Regions from separate parts of the Rattus norvegicus genome. Here region 1 is linked to region 2. The links are chromatin contacts, called in public Hi-C maps. All regions are on one chromosome and are shown on one strand. The core of a region is the stretch at or near the end of the contact, and the rest is flanking DNA. Distances in the headings are between cores, read along the strand shown.

Region 1 (5,544 bases), core at 2,520-5,019, 260 kb before region 2:
TAATTAATTTATTTTAAGTTCCCATAGTAAATATTTATACTTGTAAACATCCGTTCCATTCTCTAGCTCCCTTTGGTATATTAAACCATGAATTAGGGCACTGATGGTAAGCGTGTGTGTGTGTCTGTGTGTGTGTGTGTGTGTAATACATATGTATATAATTCACCTTATATATTGAAATGTATATGGTATAAAGCATTATATATAATAAGTTCTTGGGCTATAATGTGTGCTTACTGTATAGGTGAAAAGAGTTGGGACTCAGATATTACTTGATAAATTACAGAGATAATTCAGGACTCCAGTTCAAGACCAATTTCAAGTCAAGTGAAGTCCTTTTGTCTAATCTTGGCTTTTATGGCTAAGAGCTGTGGCCCGTTCTAGGTAAGTTGCATTCTTTCTGGGAATAAAATCGAACACTCCTGTTTCATCTTCAGCATGCGTTTGAGAGCTTTCGACGCTCAGACTGTGGTCTAGTTTGTGACTCCTCTTCAAACTGTATAATGTCTTCCCATTTCTGACCTATATGGATTTCATCCTCTGATTACGCTCTACGCACTGCTAATCACCAACGCATAGCTCCGTGATAAGGGAAGAGCATCTGACTCCAAAGACTTAGCAACAAGTACTATCTGCCTTCACAGTGTTGCTGATGGAACTTCCACGTATAAGCATTTTTTTTCTGTGTAGCCTTAGGGTGACAAATACATTTTGACACCTTAATGTAGATGAAATTGTTAGAAATACCCCCCTGAAAGCAGGGGTTGAACACAGAAAAATTGGGAGTATCAACACAGGAGTACCAGAAGTGTGTAACTGGTTTGGTTGTTTCGGGGCAATGAATTGCAGGCCTCAAAAGAATGTTCAAGTTCTAACTAACAATTCCCATGAACATGATTTTATTTATAAATGGGTCTTTGCAGACCTGTCTGAGTTAGGAGGTTATCATGATGGCTTGTTTCTTAACAAGAGAAAGGAGAAACGACTGGGAAGGCTCAGAAGGTAAGAAGACCTAGTACTCTTGCCTGACGACTCACTTTGGGTTACCAGCACCCATGTTGGGTGTCTCACAACCACCTGCAATCTAGCTCCAGGTGAATTGATAGTTTGTCTGGATAACACAGACACCTACACCACACAGACACCTGTGCCACACAGACACCTGTACCACACAGACACCTGCACCACACAGACACCTTGCACCCAAACACACACCTGCACTATACAGACACCTGTGTCACATAGACACCTGCACCCAAACACATACCTGCACCACACAGACACCTGTGCCATGCAGACACCTGTACTACACAGACACCTGCACCCACAGACACCTGTACCACACAAACACCTGTACTACACAGACATCTGCACCCAAACACACACCTGCACCACAAAGACACCTGTACCACACAAACACCTGCACCACAGACACTTTCACTACACAGACACCTACACCCAGACACCCACACAGACACACAGACACCTGCACCCACACAGATACCTGCACCACACAGACACCTACACCCACACAGATACCTGTGCCACACAGATACATGTGCCATATGGACACCTACATCACACAGACACCTGCACCTACACAGACACCTGGGCCACACGGACACCTGCACTACACAGACACCTACACCCAAACAAACACTCACACCCAGACACCCACACAGACACTCACACAGACACCTGCACCCACACAAACAACTGTGCCACACAGACACCTGTGCTATAACAGGCACCTGCAATACTCAGACACCTGCAACACACAGACACATACCTACACACACACACACACACACACACACACACACACACACACACACACAGAGGGGAGGAGGAAGAGAGAGAATTTAAAATAAATATTTTAAATAAAAGAAAGGCAAGCGTCTTTGGACCCAGATTAGAGGAAGCACATAGAAGGGGTTGACATAATAATGAAGTACAGACTTTAATGCTGCAGTCAAGCCTAAGAGGCCAGGCATTTCCACGGCCACCAGAAGCAGGGACCGGGCAAAGGATTTCTGGGGAGCGTGGCCTTGACAGCCACACCTTCATGCCAGACCTCTAGCCTCAAGGACTCTAGCCTGACACTGTGGGTTCCGCTGCCACAGATAGGAGCCTCCTCTACCTGCCTCCCACACCAGCTTCTGCTTTCAGTTTACTCCATGGGATCATTTTGAGCTTCAAGTTTAACTGGATACTTCTCCCGATGAACAGCCTTCAACTTGCGTTCTCATAGTATATCCCACTGCCTCTACCTTTGTAACAATTTTATTATATGCCTTTGACAATGGGACTGCCACACCTGGCAGACTGCAGAGTTTTCCCGTCCCCACCTAGTCCACAGAGGAAAGACAAACAACTTACACGTCGTTGTTCCTCTAGAGCTTGCCGGTTTTGTATTCATGTCAGCAGGGGGAAAAATCATTTTATATACATTCTATATAACAGTGTGCTTAAATCATAGCAAGGACACAGTTTTCTCTTTTCCTCTCCTTCTCCCTCCCCCCCACCTCCCTCCCACACTGTTTGTGGTGTGGGGGTGGGGGGCAGAAGGTCTGTGTCTGTCACTTTAGTCACTGAACCTGGAGCTCAGAGGTTGGCTTTGTTGGCTAGCCAATGAGTTCCAGATCCAACTGTCCCTCTCACTGCTGAGGTTACAGGCGCCCCCATCTGCAACGACTTTTACATACAGAAAGGCTAAAGGTCCCAATAACCACTCTGTTGACTGATTTCCAAGGCCCCTAGGGCACAATTTCTATTGTCCCATAAATAATAACAAAGTGTTTCCATCCTTGTCTTCCATTTATAGGAAGCCTCTGAACTCTAGATGGCAAAAGGACCTCAGGAATCTAAATGAAACAGCTTTAAGGTTGATGATAGGGCACTTTAAGGTCACTTAAAGACGCTCAAATATCCAGTGTGTGTAGGTGGGAGTGGGGGGGCGTCGGAGGGGGGAATCTGTGTTCCTGGAAAGGTTTTTATAACCTCGTGGGTGGGAACGCAGAGGGTTAAGTAGCAAAATAAAACCGTGCTGACTACTTGATTGATCCCTGGCGTTTCAAAGTTGTATTTCCACTTGAACTCAGTAGTGAGACCCTGGACTCTAAAATATGTTTCAGGTCACAGCTCACTTGGGAGCTACCTCGCCCCAGGGTGTCATCCCTGGCCCATGGAGTCACTATGCCCAAAGAATAAGCTCAAATACTAGCAAATGGTCATCAGTGGGAGGCCTCTCCAGAAAAAATAACCTCCCTTGAGCCGGATAAGGATTTATGAGCTGTGAACCAACACCGCGGGTCCCACTGTCACTATAATTCCATCCACAGCGATGATCTCACAGGCCGGACAATTCGCTGTGGCTGGAATAATTGAGAGGATTGAAAGACTTCATCCAGACCCTATATAAGTTCATGATTCTCTGGAGAGACCTCAACTACGATCTCGAAGTTCCGGTTCGCTCTGTGAAGAGATCTGAGTGTATCCAAGACCCCCCAGAGGAGGGAACATGCAGATGAGATTGACTTTTGTGTCCAGCGCGTGGGGACCAGGCTGGTCTCCCGTGGCCTCCAGCTGTCCAGGCCTGCCCTTGGGCTGCGGGCGCCTCCCGGGGGCGTCGCGGTCGCCGCGGGGCTTGGGGTTCGGGGCGCCCGATCCGGGCGCGCGGGCTTCCCCCACCCCCGGCGGCGACCCCACCTCCCGCCCCCGCTGTGCGCGCGCGCGTGGGTCCGTCCGTCTGTCTGCTCTCTCGACGTCAGTGGGAATTTCCAGCCAGGAAGTGAGAGAGTGAGCGAGAGAGGACGAGAGAGAAGTACCGAGGCGAGCCGGGCAGGAAGAGGAGGTTTCGCCACCCGAGCAGCCCGGCTGCGCGCTGACGGCTTCCCGTGCCCTGCGCGCCCCCGGCCTGCCGCCGCCGCCGCCGCCGCCCTCGGCCTGCTCGCGGGCCGGCTCCAGCAGCGCAGGCCGGAGCTCAGGGCCCCGCCGCGCCCGGCCCGCCCCGCGCTTCTCCGCCCGCGCCGCAGCCATGGCGCGCCGCTGAGCCGCCGGCCGGCGCCAGGACCTTACTCGGGCTCCCGCCGGTCCACGCTGCCCCGCAGCGGGAGCCCGCAGGCGCGGAAAGGCCGCGCCTCACCTCCAGGGTAAGCCCCGGGGCGGGTAGGGGAACAGAGCGACCAGCTCTCCGCAGCGCCGGTGCAGCGGGTCCCACCGGCTTGGGACTCACGGGGGGAACCGCGGGGGAACCCGGGGCAGGAGTCGCGGGGCGCGCGGCCCCGGCTGCGGGGACAGAGCACATCCGCACTGGGCGGCCCGAGGCCTTGCGGGCCGGCTGGCGGGGCCCTCCGCGTCTCCGCGGGCGGGAACGGGAACCGGAGGGGAACTCTTGCAAAGTTTTAGAAAGATGTACCCGAGCCCCTGCCGCGGGTGTGGGGTGGGGTGGTGGCGGCCAGGCTGAGGTCCTCCACGGTAAAGGACAGATAGAAAGGTGTTTGGTGCAGTGCACAGCCAGATTTCGCCAAAGGGCGGTCGGTGAAATGAAAGCAGAAGTGCCTGTCAGTCCTCCGGGCAGGCAAAGCCCTTCCCAGCTCCTAAGAATCCCGCAGGAGAGCCTGGGGGCCGCTTACCAATCTGTGATAGACACCGCCACCCCCGATGCACACACATGATACATTCAGCTGCCAAATCTCAACATTGATTTTTCAAAATATAAGGAGGGCCTCACCCCGATTCTCCAGGCCTGGCATCTGAGACAGGAATTACCTACGAATAGCACCTTTTAGACTTTTGATTACTCTAGGATAATGGCACCATGTTATTGTGCCTGACCTCTGAAACAGAAAAAGATACGAATGACGCCTCTCCTACGTGTAAGCTTCCTTCGGTCTTCTGAGCCGGACACTGATCTTGGCTCTCTGTTTATTGGTCTAATTCTAAAGCTTAAATGGAACTAATGATGGAAGATTTCATCGTCTAAATTTAACCCATTTTTATGGACTTTGCAAAGTAAAGGTCGGCACTGCAGCTCTCTAAGTAGCCATGTTTAACTAAAATTTTTGGTTGTTTTAGGGCTCATAACTGAGAACTGCTCGTGGTGTTGAGTAACATTTCATAGCCGTGGCATCAAATGCTGGGTCTCAGAGTGGTGGTTAGTCCTAAAGATGGAGATGGCTTTCTAAAGGAATCTTCAGCGGAGTGTTCTTGGGTGGCAAAAAAAAATGCATTAACGCTCGTCAGACCTTGAAAAGGGAAACTTGATTAAAGTAAGGTCCTTACTGAAGTGGGTTTTTTTTTTCCCCTTGATTTTAATATTGTGCTTTCTAGAGATGGTGTCTCTTACTGTTTGATGCACGAAAAATTATGTAAATTATTTACAGCGAAGTCCTTTGCTTTGCATAAGAACTTGAGAAGCCTGGAATTAAAAGGGTTTGCTTCCTGTTGCATTTAACATTTATCGCCCCAACTGGATGACTAAAAGAGCACGCGTATTGATGGGAACGTGAACTCGGCAACTCTGGTCCATGCTGGTACATCTGG
Region 2 (5,702 bases), core at 2,571-5,070:
CTTTGAGAATTGATTTGAATTTTAAGAGGCACCCAAACCTAGGAAGCAACAAGTAAAAATTGACACTAGTTACACAAGTAGCTTTCACCAGTGCTATGAAGAGTATTCAACAAAACCTTTATGTGCATAGCAAACACTGGATTTAAAATAGCAGATAAGCATGATGAAGAAAGGGAAAGATAGTGTGTCACAACTGCTTTATATCAAACTCAATACTGGGACCACTGGATGATCACCTTTGTTCACCTAAGTATTCTTTTACAGTATAAATAAAACTTGGGGAACCAATAAAAAACAAAAAAACCAAAAACTGGACCACAGGAAAAGCCTATTATCTTACAAAACTTGAAATACTATTTTGTTTACTTTAAAAGAATCCCAGCACAGCAGTTTCTAGCCCTTAAAGAAACTATACAAGAATTAAATACATTCCATTTGTCTGCATTTATTTATAAATTAGTTGTAAATTAAAAAAAAATCCGCCTATTTTATGTGAGGTAGAAGACAGCATATCAGAAAAAACTAAAAACAAAACAAAACAAAAAACCCACATTTATTTAGCAGAATTTTAATGGTACAAAATTCGTGTTTGGTGGTTTTTTTCTTTTTTGGTGATGACCTTACTAGAAATTTATTACTAGTTGTGTGACTGAACAAGTCAAAAGTCAACTTCTGCTACTTCAGGGAATGTCTCATATGGCGGTCTTGAGGCCTATTACACATCAGAGCCTATGCTAGGACTTAACTATCACAGAAATCCTAATGGTGTAAAAAAGCAGTTGTCATCAGAACAACTTGGAATTAGAAGGTCTGGTTCTAATCCCAACTCAGCAACATTGTCAACACCTGGTTCAGTTTTTTCTTTTAACAATGAATTTTAATTTTCTTCATGGTGAAACTTGTCAACTGTACTTATGTTTTCACGTTATAAGAAAACTTAAGAGTTATGAAAGATTACAAATACTTTAAGATAAATTTTTGTTTGCTTGTTTCATGCTAGATCTTCAATGTAAAGTTCTAAAAGTCCCCCAATTATGTAACAGTCATTCTGCTTTGTAGCAGTAAATTTTCTTAAAGTTCCAAAAACACAGATTTGGAATTCAGCTGCTAAAATACCCATTTAATAACAGCACCATACTACAATTTAGTCCAAATAATTACAAACACAGCAAAAGAATACACGTATGGTTGTTTGGTGAGCTAAGAAACAGTCAAGCAAACACACAAAAGAAAAAAAAAGATAAAAGTATCAACTTATACCCATTTATCACTAAAGCTCAGTTGCATTTTAATAAAAATAGTAATGGCTTGTTAACACTTGTTTAGGGGGAACCAGAAGAATAAATTCTAAACAGGGAACAATACAAAAAAACCTCATGACAATACTGCCTTAAGAAGAAAAGGATCCTCCTTCTGTACTTTCACAAACTATTCCTGCATCTGGGTGCCATTTTTTAAGTTGCTTCATGGTTCTGACAGTATCTGAAGGAAAAACCATGATATGCTGGAATACCCTACAGGTAGAAGCATCAGCCATTTGGCATATAAACAGTTTTCGAATATAAAAAATTTACCTCTTAATATCCATACATAATTCTTTAAACTTGCAAAAATATGTTTTCTCTTGCCATCCCAGTAGCTAGAAAAATTCCTAGTACAGATTAGGCAAATTGATAAACTTGCTTAGAGTCTGATTCTATCTCATGTTTTTTACTACAAATGTTTACACTTAACCATTACTGCCTCGCTAGAGCTTTTAAGTCATTAAAATGTTGCCAAAACAGCTGAGTATCACCTGTAAAAAGAAAAAAAATCAGTAAGACCTCCCTTTAAAATGTTCGTTTTACACTATGGATCTGAAATTTGATTAACACTGAATGATATAGTTTCTGTATTAATTATGCTATAAAGCACAATAATGCATCTCTAATGTGAGGTTCACCCTCAAAATTGTCACACTAAGTGGTAATTTTAATGTTATCTATTATCTATTTGAAGTCTTGAATTCTAAGGTTTTCTTTCTCTTTCCATTATCATCAAGAATACAAACAGTTCAGTTAAGTGTTTTGCATAAAACCACAAAGATTACCAGGATGTCCTAAGAATTCAAGATTCAACAACAATATATTCAGGTAAGAATTAACTTTTCAGAAACTACAGCTTTTTCCAATCAAGCTGATCAAGATATATATATGTATATATATATATATATACACACACGCACACATATATATATATAATATAAAATAACTACAAATACAGTAGTATTAGACCTATAGTCAATCCAAGTCCTCGCCTTTCCACAGAACTCTTTAAAAACTGTGCTAAGTCAAAGTTTCTAATACCGAACCTTCCCATTTTGTCTTTTCTATTAGGACTGAGTTTACTCCACATTTTTTTTCAAGTTGGCTGTAAATACTCCACCCTCTCGATTGTGAAAGAACCAAATACAAAATACACACACACACACACACACACACACACACACACACACACACACACACAGAAACTTAGTCTGAGAGTTTGAATTTAGGTTTAGTCTTGGGAGCAGAGGCTCTGAGAGCTCCCTACAACCGGATTAAAAAAACTAACGCTTAACAGAGACCATTATCTTATAGTTAGAAAAGGAGATGCCGGGAAGAGCCTGAGCCAGTTAAAGCAGCCGCCATCTTAAAATGCGGGATAGAAGTTAGAGCAAGAAAACGAGACAAAAACCACCAGAGAAGTGGCTCCACTTACACTGTATTTCTGGAAAAATCGTAGCTCTTTCCAAATTAAAGCAACGACTTATCAAATTCTAGTGAATTGCTCAAACAAGCCTCCTTAAGGAAGGGGGTTCTAAGCAAAGCAGTCCTCCATCCAGTTTCCCTGCACTGTCAAACACCCCCAACCCCGGAATCTTTCAGAAGGCTTTTACATATAGGTTCCTGGTGCCTCAGATACATAGCTTTGGGTGAAAGCAGCGACCACACAACACAGGAAGTGGCAACAGTGTCGGTCCACCTCCTCCCAACCCCACATACTCTTGTGTAACTGCCCAGATTTGGTTAAGCTTCTGAACAGACTTCGTCACCGCATTTTAGCAAACTGAGGTATGTTTGTCATACCCCGACTCTCAGTCAAGTTTGGAACAAAACGTCTTTCAACTGTTACATTCCTTTCTTTAGAATGCCTATAGCCTTAATAGCTAAAATGTTTTGAAGAACCTAGAATAGGAAGCAGTGCCATGGCATCTGCCGAGGCCTGTACATAATTCTACTCCCCAAACCTGACTCTTAGGCAAAAAACTGAGGAGACTAAATAAATGCCACGCTCCCTCACCCATACTAGCAGATTCTAGTGAAACAAACATTTCGCTTGCCAAAACCATTCCGTTCCCTATCTTACAGCTCATTTCAAAGTGCCCCTGCCTTCTCTTACCCCATGTAAGGTATTTTCAGAATCCAACTCTCCAGGCTTTTCTCTGGGCACCAAGCCTTTCTTCCCGCGACCCCATCCGCAACATTTAGTCCCAACAACTTACCTTATTAATCCGTTTCAGCGCCATAGTCTGTGCTTTTCGCCGGGCTTCTCACTATCCCGATGTGTACTCAAAGGTCCGGCCAAAACTCTTGATTATCCCGGCGGCGGGGAAGGATTCTCTCTTCTTCTCACACCGGCTCTGCCAGACACAGGCGCCTTTTGCAAAAACGGAGCAGATCAGCCACTCGCCAAGGCCTCAGAGGAACCCTGCTGATTCCAGAACCCTGAAAACCGTCGCGATCCGGGCAGGGTGGGGTGGCAGAGCCACCAGCTACTTATATCCGCGCTTCGCCCAGAGAGGGCGAGGGTGACGGGAAGAGCCGAGAGGTGGTTACAAGTTTAACTTCCCGGCCTCTTGAAAGGAAGAGCCCCGGGTGGGAGAGGAAGAGGCGGAGGAGAAAGGGGTGGGTGCGGGGCAGGGTCCAGAGCCCGGCAGAGGAGGAGCCCGGGCCTAGTCGGCGCTAGGCCGGCGTCACTAGGGCAAAGAAAGGCAAGGGGGAGGGGAGCGGGAGGCTCCGGACCGACGCCGGGCTTCTTTCGGTTTCTGCTTCGAGGGTCGGCGAGCCAGCAGAAGGCAATTAGACTCGCGTGTGCTGTTGTCCCCACAGCTAGAGCTGTTCTGGGTCGCCCCTGACACCACCGTACTCTCCGCCTCACGGCGCGCTCCTGCGTGCGCGCGCCCAGCCACCTCTCCACGCGCCCGGCGGCCGCGGAGCTCCGGCGCGAGGACGCGCCCATGCCCCCTCCCCCTTCAGCCGGGCCCGGGCTCCGCCGGCCTTCCCATCCTACCCCACCCAGCCCCGAGGGCTGCCCACTCGGGCCGCCCACAGCCCGGGGCGCCGCGCCGGCCCCGGCCCGTCTCCCTCCCCTTTCCCGAGCTGTCCACACCCACGCGTACAGAGGGCCGGGGCCTCCCTCGAGCTGCGGCCTCGGCCTCCTCCCCGCGCGGCAGCTGGTGCCTCCCCGGCCCTACGGGGCTCACGCGCACGGCACAGCCACAAGATGTCCGCTCTGACGGAACTACTGCCAGCTGCCACGCTCCGCCCCTCCCCCTCTCCCCCCGCCTATTCACCGCCGCGTATCCGTCCGCCAACGCCGCCGTCGCGAGCGCAGGGCGAGCTGAGGGTTGAAGGGGAGCGGTTTGCCTCCCTCGTCCAGGCCGAGTGGACGCGCCACCCTCTTGCCGTCTCCCTGTCCGAACAGCACCTTCTTACTAAACCGATCGGAGGTCGGACCGGGAGGGCGGGGGACGGAGGCGGGTCATGGGCTGAGGGGGAGGGTAGACGAGTGGCGGAAACCCTTAGACTCAGAGAAGCATCGAGAACCGGAAGGAGACCTTAGGAGGAAGGTAATGGAAGCGGCAGCTGCGCGGTTGAGGCCCCACGCCCCTCCCTACTGTGGCCCCCCGTTTCCTCACTTGGGATGGAGGCGGCGGATCTCGCGAGAACCTCGTGGCAGGCTCACCGGAGCTCCGGGTCTGCAATGACTTAAGGGCAGTTTTGTGCTCTCTTCCTGGCTTGGGGCCCGCCCCCAAATCCGCAAGTTATCGCGAGATGAGCCGACTAACCCCCACCCCCCCCCCGGCCTCTCACTGGGCGGGTCTTGCGCGGGAAGCACCGCCCCTAAATGCTTATGCTGGTGGGCGGGAGAGGAAATGGAATTCCCCAGGCTGGCCGGCGCGCGCTGACGCTGCCCTCCCTCGGGCGTCCAATCGGGAATGTGCTGTGGGAGGGGCCTCGGGGTGACTAGATGCCTTAGTCAAGGTGGAGCCGGCTCCTGGTTTCCGGCGGCCCAGGTGTTGGACATTTCTTCCCTTGCTCCTCCGAGAGGGCTGAACTGGGGGAGGAGGCTCCTCTCAAATTAGGAACGGTAATTTAAAACAGATCCAGGCTGAGTGCTGATAGCACCACCACGTGCGGATTTATGTGCGTTGTTAACCCTGAGGGACCAATCTGAGAGCAGAGGCCTGGAGGGTTCTGTGTTAGCATAACCTAAACAATGCAGCTTAATTGTGGTCGGATTGGTAGAGCCTTGCCCCCTCCCCCCGCCCTACTTGAGGCAAAGTTAGGCGTGAACAGCAAAGGGAATGCTCTAGAATCGTTTTTTCCTTCTGCCCTTTCAGTTTTGAGCCCCAAAGTAGCAAAATATCAGGGAATCTGGATTAAATCCAGTGGGTGAGA

The links. Hi-C and Micro-C count contacts between places; a contact is called where the count stands out from the background.
Region 1: a contact with region 2 is called in a Hi-C map of liver, with 2.0 times the contacts expected there. The contact joins the promoter of Nfkb1 here to the promoter of Ube2d3 in region 2. A contact is called at or near these places in 1 of 12 Hi-C or Micro-C datasets (liver) and 1 of 1 datasets of contacts at active chromatin or transcription factors (oligodendrocytes).

The regions. Positions count from the first base shown.
Region 1 is chr2:226,803,687-226,809,230 of GRCr8, reverse strand. It overlaps Nfkb1 (nuclear factor kappa B subunit 1), which reads left to right and starts at 3,769. Exons shown (of 25, transcript NM_001415012.1): 1 at 3,769-4,151.
Region 2 is chr2:226,541,312-226,547,013 of GRCr8, reverse strand. Ube2d3 (ubiquitin-conjugating enzyme E2D 3) reads right to left here and starts at 3,820. Exons shown (of 7, transcript NM_031237.1): 1 at 3,524-3,820. The coding sequence starts at 3,547.